Linked DNA regions of Sus scrofa: region 2 is linked to region 1. The links are chromatin contacts, called in public Hi-C maps. All regions are on one chromosome and are shown on one strand. The core of a region is the stretch at or near the end of the contact, and the rest is flanking DNA. Distances in the headings are between cores, read along the strand shown. Region 1 has its middle 93 kb from the start of IFNGR1. Region 2 has its middle 10 kb from the start of IL22RA2.

Evidence for each region. A called contact is a pair of places that touch in the nucleus more often than the background predicts.
Region 2: a contact with region 1 is called in a Hi-C map of alveolar macrophages, with 3 times the contacts expected there. The contact joins two enhancer-like sites. A contact is called at or near these places in 11 of 47 Hi-C or Micro-C datasets (alveolar macrophages, blood, embryonic fibroblasts and 6 more) and 2 of 2 datasets of contacts at active chromatin or transcription factors (alveolar macrophages and skeletal muscle).

Annotation. Positions count from the first base shown.
Region 1 is chr1:26,942,354-26,946,822 of Sscrofa11.1, reverse strand. No RefSeq gene overlaps it. Among named protein-coding and RNA genes, the nearest start is that of IFNGR1, 93 kb to the left of the region's middle. Within about 2 kb of position 1,657, at least 3 of the 83 cell types and tissues checked have an H3K27ac peak or open chromatin away from gene starts, as enhancers often do. A contact at or near this core is called in alveolar macrophages, where this site is marked.
Region 2 is chr1:27,061,255-27,065,778 of Sscrofa11.1, reverse strand. No RefSeq gene overlaps it. Among named protein-coding and RNA genes, the nearest start is that of IL22RA2, 10 kb to the left of the region's middle. Within about 2 kb of position 2,183, at least 13 of the 83 cell types and tissues checked have an H3K27ac peak or open chromatin away from gene starts, as enhancers often do. A contact at or near this core is called in alveolar macrophages, where this site is marked.

The sequences.
Region 1 (4,469 bases), core at 408-2,907:
GAATCTCAAGACCACATCCAAAGCTGACCTTTTACTTGCATACTCGATGTGCACTTTAGTTCAGCTTTAGAATTTAATCCACTCTTTCTCCGTTTCCTACAAGAAAAACGCCGAGTCCCCTCTTAAGATTTTCCTTCCAGGTTCTTCACAGCCATTGCCCTTTAGGTTTGCAGCCCCATCTCCCTCCACAGACCACAAGCCTCAGCCAATTACGCCTTTTTGCTATTCCCCAAACACACCCTGCTCTTCCATTACCCTGGACTTGGCTTTTATTGATCCCTTTGCTAGGAAGCGCTCCCTCTTTTCCACTTCTAGGAAAATCCTACTCCTACTTCAAGGCTCTGCTCTGTGGAGATGTTACTCCTTGTGCCTCTAACACTTCATAATTGTCAAATGAATGAGTGAGTGAATGAAGGAATAGCTTTCTCCACGGAATTACTTCATATCAATTTGCTATTTCTGTCTTTTATAAGGGTTGGAACTTCAAGTTGTTTAGATCTTAGATTTTTGATTAGTCAATTCTATTTTAACTTGAAATCAGTAGTAGTTCTTTGGTCGCTTTTTTCCCGACATCATGATGAGGATTTAATAATATATTCCTTTGTAGATATTCTTTCTTTCCCACCATATGTGGGCTGTTGGTTTAATCAGTTTATGGGCCCAGTGCTGGCAGAGGCTCCAGTCTTTATTTTTGTGCACATTTAGGTTTGTGCCTTCTGAAAACTCAAAACTTAAAATGGACCTCATTATCTCTGGGAAGAGTAATAGGATAGATACATGTATAATGGTGTGAATTTCAATGAAATACCAAAAACTTTTTTTTTTTTTTTTTTTTTTGGTGGCCATACGTGTGGCATATGGAAGTTCCCAGGCTAGGGACTGAATCTGAACTGCAGCTGTGACCTATGCAACAGCTGCTGCAATGCCAGGTCCTTTAACCCACCTCACCAGGATGGGGATCGAACCCGTGTCTCTTCAGTGACCTGAACCTCTGCAATTTCTTAAACCACTGTGCCACGGCAGGAACTCCCACAAAATGCATTAAAAAAAATACAGATGAGTTATTATTATGGACAATAAGAGAAAAAATGGAATTGTATCTTTCAAGAAGATAGGGTGAGAGGAAGAATTTACTCTCCTGACCACAGTTTATCAGAGAGGCCTAATGACTCAGTGGAGGAGAAAAGTCTCAATTCTAATAGCGATGTCTTATGCCTGGACTCTGGGACCAACTGCTTTGGTCTGAATCCCAACTCCACCACTTGGCTTGAGCAAGGGACTGAAGCTCTCTATGCCTCCATTTCCATATCTGAAAGATTGGGGGTAATAACTGTATGCACATTGCAGGGTTGTTATGAGGACTAAGTTAATTAATACACATAAAGCACTTAGAACAGTGCTGGGCACATGGTTAAGTGCTATAAAGTGTTATTTCTGTTTCGGATTTTTTTCAAATTTAAAACAACTTTAAAAAAACCCAAACTTTTTTTAAGTTTAAGAAAGAAATCCTTGCTCTCACACTTTTGGGTTTCGATTCGGGAAATTAGTAAACTGTATGAGACTTTGAATTATTAAATAGATTCAGCTAAATTCCATTCTACCCTCGCCGCTCCCCGGCCCACAACCATTGGAGGATGCTGCCCTCTGGTGGTCACTCAGAATTGCTCTACAGCTCAATCAGACCTATGCTGAAATTTCCTTTGTCTCCACTTGCCTATAACTTACAGGCTAGTTTATCAGAAGTTAAAGTATTTTCCTCCGGGCATTACTTGAAACTTAACTGCTAAGTCATAGGAACTACATAGATTTAAAAAATTGGACTGGTAATATAATTTGCATTCTAATGGTTGGAAACAGAGGGCAAAGTGTATGATTACAAAATGTATTCTCTGTACTTTTATTGACTCGTTTGAAAATCAGATAAATAGTAGCTAAGTATCTGAACATCAAGTAGATACCTCTTTGCTATCTAAGCATTCCTTGTGGACCAAAAAGTATGAATGTTAGTATAGGTATTATATTTCATATTAAAATTTAAATGTTTTTGTTAAAATTTCATTTTTCTGGCCAAATGTTTTTCAGAATTGAGGAGCTAAAGCCATAGTTATTAAAATTAGAACTTAGGCATGTGTAAAGTCCATTAGTATTATAAGTTTAATGTTTTTCATCATCGAAACATCTTTAGTCAATGCCCTAGCTGCCTAAACCCTATTTCTTCAGGAATCCCACGTACAGACATTTATTTTCAAGTGAAATTATGAAAAACTAATTCTTTGCTAACTCTTTTGAAAACTTACAGAATGCAGTTTGATGCAAGTCAGCTCACCTCTGCTAGGGGAACTGTCATGTAATTCCCAGCACTGAAAAAGGAACATCAGAAGATCAGTGACTATTTATTTACACATTTGTTATCGTTTCTACTTGGGAATAAAGAATGAGTTTGAACTCTAAAAGCTGAGCCTGCAGGAAGCCCCATCCGTCTCTCCACACTTCTGCTGTCATTCCTATTGTAGGGAAAACATTATTCAAACCACAGGCTCCAAACTCCCAGGTAACTGAAGCCAGCAGGAAGCTCTGTTTGATATCAAGTATGTTCTTTATCAACCTTTTTGTTGTGATGGGAAGAAATGAACTAACTTTACTTTTATCTTGGCCTGTTTTAATATAACCCAGTAGGTGAATGCTTTATTGGTGTGCCTTGGCCAAACTCTTTGATATATCCTGACTTTGTGGTCATAAATTTTCCATGCAAAAAAAATTAATGGTTTTTCATCTAGCCATATCAACCGGAAAGCATTACATGTTCATAGGTTTTTATTAAAAGTGTGTTTAAAATTTTGCTTATAGGAATTGCCCCATGGAAAACACAACTTGATTTTTCACATTAGATTCCGAGAAGCCCCTCTGCCATCAACAGAGAATCAAATGTAACAATGCAATCCTGAACCGTGCGGTCAACATTATAGACTCAGTCTCAATGCTTTTTTGTATTAGAGAGACTCATGTAAGATAGGAACATGAAGTATCTTTATTTTTTTCTTCCACGAGTAGTTGGTTTTTAGCGAGCAAGCTAGCGGTGCATACATAGTGGCATTTATTAATGAGTACACTTCTAATGCTTTTATTATTTTTTATATTTTATTTTATTTTATTTTATTTTATTTTATATTTTTCTCTTCAGGGCTGCACCCACGGCATATGGGGGTTCCCAGGCTAGGGGTCTAATCAGAGCTGTAGTCACCGGCCTACACCACAGCCATGGCAATGCCAGATCCTTAACGCACTGATTGAGGCCAGGGATCGAACCCGAAACCTCATGTTCCTAGTTGGATTCGTTTTCCACTGCACCACAATGGGAACTCCTTATTTAGGTTTTGACACACCACTAAACCATCTGTTAAATCTGTTCTGTATTCTCTTCAGTATCATTTGTGTAATCTTGTTTGGATTCAGTATCTGTGTTTTATAGGGAAGAACCCAATTTGACTAAAATAGAGAAGCTTTAAGAAACACACATTTAAACTTAAACATTTAAGACTCTGGATGACCTTACACTCATGTCTTTACTATTCCTGCATCGTTTTCTGTGATGTATGGTCTATTTTGGATGCTGAATTTGCTCCAAATCCCCAGTACCCATATCATCTAAGATGAAGGATTCAAAACTTCCTAACAGAAAGAAGAAAAGTAACTTTTTTAGCCCAAGCAAGATTTTATGGTACCTTTTGTAATTTAAAAGTTATAAATAATGAAAAGACGAGTTATTTCAGGGCTATATCCAGCCCAGGATTAGAGATATTATATATATTTAAACACTTAATATTTCCACCCAGAACTATTGTAATCTTCTCACAATTCAGAATTGTGCACTGAGCAAACTTCAGCTTGACATTACTGCCACCATGTTTAGACTAGTCTGAAAAGGAATCATTACAGAGACAGAAGACTATTTTTCTTATTGGATTTTTTTTTTTAATCTCAAGCCACCCTGTCTCAACCTGGGTGCTTCTGGCATTTGTCGCTGGATCATTCTTAGTGGTAGGGGACTGTCCTGTGCGTTGCAGGATGTTTTGCACCGTCCCGGCCTCTGCCTCCAAGGGACAGTAATGCCTCTTCCTCCACTGTTACAACCAAACATGTGTTGCGACATGGCCAGATGCTCCCTGAGACACTAAATTTTCCCCAGTCCCATCAGAACTGTTGTTTTAAAACCAGTACACTGTGCATCTCCTTGCTTTGCTTCCAACATCTCCAGCCAGGAGTTCACCATTTTGCATGGCTTCTCAGTCCAGGAGTAGGATGTATGGTCACAAGTATATTTTTCTACCTTTTTTCTCTTCCTCACACTACCTGTAATATGCTTCCCCATAAACACATACATGCTGTAGTGAATCTTCCTTCATCTTATTATCGTGGCCATTTCAGGAGGAACAAGGACCGAATGGGGTCATGGAAAGAGCATGGCTGAA
Region 2 (4,524 bases), core at 934-3,433, 120 kb before region 1:
TTGGGATGGCTGTTATGTTTCCCAAACTTTCAGGCAGGAATCCTATTCAAGCAGGAAGTATGGAAAAGAGGATCCCTACAGATCTAGAGAGTGAGTCACATCTGGTTCCATGTAGCCCTGCATGAGAACCATGGAAATGAACAGCTCTGTAGACCGCATAGCACATTAGAATTGTTCAGGTAAAACCGATGTACTGAATTCGGCACCCTGTTGTAGGATGTGGAGATTGGTACTCTTAAAAAAATCAAAAAAAAAAAAAAAAAAAAGAAAAAAAAAGGGAGTTCCCGTCGTGGCGCAGTGGTTAACGAATCTGACTAGGAACCATGAGGTCGCGGGTTCGGTCCCTGCCCTTGCTCAGTGGGTTAACGATCCGGCGTTGCCGTGAGCTGTGGTGTAGGTTGCAGACGCGGCTCGGATCCCATGTTGCTGTGGCTGTGGCGTAGGCCGGTGGCTACAGTTCCGATTCAGCCCCTAGCCTGGGAACCTCCATATGCCGCGGAAGCGGCCCAAGAGATAGCAACAACAACAAGACAAAAAAGACCAAAAAAAAAAAAAAAAAAATCAAAGAGCTAGTTTTTTGTTTGTTTTGCAGATTGTCTAACCTTTTTTGGTCATCTGACTGTAATCCCATACCTTTATTCTGTATTTTATTGACTCAGTTCTGGCTTGCCAAGAATTTTTGCAGTTCTGCAGAAGTTTTCAAATTTTCTGGAATCACAGAAACAGACAATTCCTCTCCCTCTCTCTGTCTCTAAACACACACACACACACATACACATTTAACTGCTGCAAAAAGAGTAAAACTGACAGGGACATAATGATAAGCCAAATAGAAGTGATTGTGTGGACAGTTCATTTAGTCCACAAATATTTACTAAGCACTTGCTCTGTGCCAGGCACTGTCCTAAATTCTGGAAATATTACAGTGGATTAGACAAACTTTTCCTTTCATAGAGCTGATATCATAGCATCTGTGTAGAGGGGCAGACACGTGGTTACTCTTTCAGGCAACAAGCAGTGCTAAGGAGACAAAGCAGTGTGCAGGGAGAGAGATGCCAGGGAAATGCTGCTGCAGGTAGAGGCGGAGGGAAGGCCTCCCTGAGGGGGTGACAAGTGAGCAAAGGCCTGAGCTGGGTGATCTGGGGAGCCCTGCACCGTCTAAGAAGGGAGAGCAAAGCACAGATGAAAGAGCAAAGGCATGTGGCTGGTGGGGAGGGAGTGAGGGGCCAAGTACTGGCCATGAGCCAGAGGCCATGGCAAGGTGTTTGGATGCACGCTGAGGGAAGGGGAAGCCACCGGAAGGTGTTAAGCAGGGAAAATCTGTAATAATAAAATGTCACCATGAAGGCAGTTGGGCTAGGAACACTTCCATTGTTCCTGGTCTGGGTCCGTGCAAAATGGAAGCCGTTTATCTTCTGCCTCTAAGTGGCGACGTTTGACTCTGCCAGATGGTGCTGCAGATGGGTAGGAGGGACAGGACAGTTTGAAATGGGAGAGAAAGAAACTGAATGAAGAAGAGTATCCTCGAAGCTCCCATCGTGGCTCAGTGGTTGGCGAATCCGACTAGGAACCATGAGGTTGCGGGTTCGATCCCTGGCCTTGCTCCATGGGTTGGGGATCCTGCGTTGCCGTGAACTGTGGTGTAGGTTGCAGACGCGCATTGGATCCTGTGTTGCTGTGGCTCTGGTGTAGGCCAACGGCTACAGCTCTGATTGGACCCCCAGCCTGGGAACCTCCAGATGCCATGGGTACGACCCTAGAAAAGGCAAAAAGACAGGAAAAAAAAAAAAAAGAAGAATATCCTCATGTACATTTAAACAGGAAAAAAATAATAATTCTGCAGCTCAGGATCCTACACGTGTTGTTCGTTAGTCTTGGAAGTTTCTTTTTCGCTCGCTCTCCCTGCCCACACCACCTGCTTTAGGCTTGCATGCCACCTGCTCATGCAAGGAGGCTGACATGGTCCCCCATCTCGACTCAGGCCCCAGTCCTGCTCCAGCTGCACCCTGTGCTCACCCTTCGTGACATCTGTCAAGTTGTAACGAAGAATTTGATGATTTAATTGTTGATCACCTCCTGCCCTTATGGTGGCTTATTTTTACGACATGCCTGTATTAGGCCAAGTTCCGCACTAAAGGCGGTATGAGATAATCCCCTAACCACACTATGTGCTAAGTATGGTTATTACCCCAGCTGCAGAGTAAATTGAGCCAAAGAGAAGGAACTTGCTCCACTTCACTTGGTGAGGAGCCACGTTGAGATTCTAACTCAGCACTTTGACTTCAGAGCCTCTGCCCGTGACAACCACAGCCCTGCATTTATTTGGGACTAGGGACCGCCCATGTGTGCTTAGGTGTTAGGAAGTACTGAATAACTGTTGACTGAAAGAAGTGATTTCTTAGACCCCATCATCATCTGAAATTGATCCATCTCTAAGATTTTGAATTTAGAGCACTCCTTCTCCAGCCCTGCTTTCTAGCCCAGGGTGGGGTAGTGTCAGGGACGCCTGTTGTTCAGGCCCACATGCTTCACCCTGCCTGTTGAGTGAAACACACCGTTCTTGACTCCTTTACCAGCAGGAGAGAAGGGCCAAGTTCACCCTCCACTCAGTGGCGCTCTAGATGCCCTCTCCTTCCTAGAGATTCGAGGTTGGCAGCACCCCCCATTGCTCTCATCATTTGGAAAAACTGGCTTTGTGCTGACCAGGTGCGGGACAGGTGGAACCTCCTCTTCCTCTCCAAGCCTTAATTTCTTCATTTATAAAATGCAGATAATACAGACAAGGTCGCCCATAGCAACAAGGTACCATAGGTAAAGCATTCGGTGCAGTGCCCGGTGCATCGGAAGGGCTCAACACATATTAGTGGTTGTTTATTCCTCAGCTCCCAGGTTACAGAACTTTCTAGAGAATCTCAAAGTATTCCCCCAAACTTAAACTTTCATCTTTAATGGGGAACTGGATGCAAGCCAGCATTCCTTTTTCCATCTTCTTGTTGGCATAGATAATTCATCAGATATCCATTTCTGGCTTACCTTTATCTGCTTCTGCTTCATTCCTCCCCTTTCCCCCTTAGTGTTTCACTATTTTTTAAATATTTCTACTTTTATAGTCTTTCAACAAAGGTTGAGCATCCCAGAAAACATCCTCTATTCTGAGATCTCTCTACCCCTGAACAACAGCAGGCAGCTGAGATTTACCGGAGAAAGCATGGGAGGCAGAATCCCCGCTCCGCCACTTACTGGGTAATTCTCTTCATCTGATGGCATCCTCATTTTAAATGGGGACAGCAAGTCCACCTCACCGGGTGTTATAAAATGAGATGAGATTTTTTTTTCTTTTCCTACGGCCACATTGTGAAATATATGAAGTTCCTGGGCTAGGGGTCGAATCGGAGCTGCAGCTGCCTGCCTACACCACAGCCACAGCATAATGGATCTGAGCCTCATCTATGACCTGCGATGAAGCTTGTGGCAATGCCAGATTCTTAACCCACTGAGCGAGACCAGGGATTGACCTCACATCCTCACAGAGACAACAATGTGTCCTTCACCTGCCGAGCCGCAATGGACCTCTGAGATGGGTATTTTTGAAAACAGTTCAATAATTATCCATCTGTTTTTATTTGTTCACTCGTTCATTCATGCCCAATTGGTAGCTCTGGGAGAAAGTGACCAAGAGTGCAAGCTCCAGAATGTGGAGGCACAGAAGGAGAAAATGTGAAGTACTGTACCTCATAAACAAAGCCAACTAAGCACCCTGCAAACGAAGAGTTATGATCTACCTCATCCATTTATACTCTTTTTTTTTTTTTTTTGCCTTTTCTAGGGCCGCTCCCGCAGCATGTGGAGGTTTCCCAGGCTAGGGGTTCAATTGGAGCTGTAGCCGCCAGGCTATGCCAGAACCATAGCAACTTGGGATCCGAGCCGTGTCTGCAACCTACACCACAGCTCACTGCAATGCTGGATCCTTAACCCACTGAGCGAGGCCAGGGATCGAACCTGCAACCTCATGGTTCCTAGTCAGATTCATTAACCACCGAGCCACGACAGGAACTCCCCATTTATACTCTTCTTAGGCATAAAAACCAGTGTCCTAAATGTGACTCAGGCAGTAATCTTAGAAAACTTGGAATAAAATGAAGATGCAATAACATGATTTTTGGAAACCAGTAATAATTTAGGGGAAAAAAATTGAAGAATTTAAGAAGCAAAATTGGGAGTTTCTCTTGTGCCTCAGTGGGTTAAGAACCCAACTAGTATCCATGAGGATGCAGGTTTGATCTCTGGCCTCGCTCAGTGGGTTAAAGGATCTGGTGTTGCCATGAGTTGTGGTGTAGGTTGCAGATGTGGCTCAGATATGGTGTTGCTGTGGCTGTGGCGTTGGCTGGCAGCTGCAGCTCCAATTTGACCCCTAGCTCAGGAACTTCCACATGTTGTAAGTGAGGTCCTAAAAAGAAAAAAAAAAAAAAAAAAAAAAAGCAAAATTGTGTCAGGATGAGCATTTCCTTATTAGTTAATGTAAGT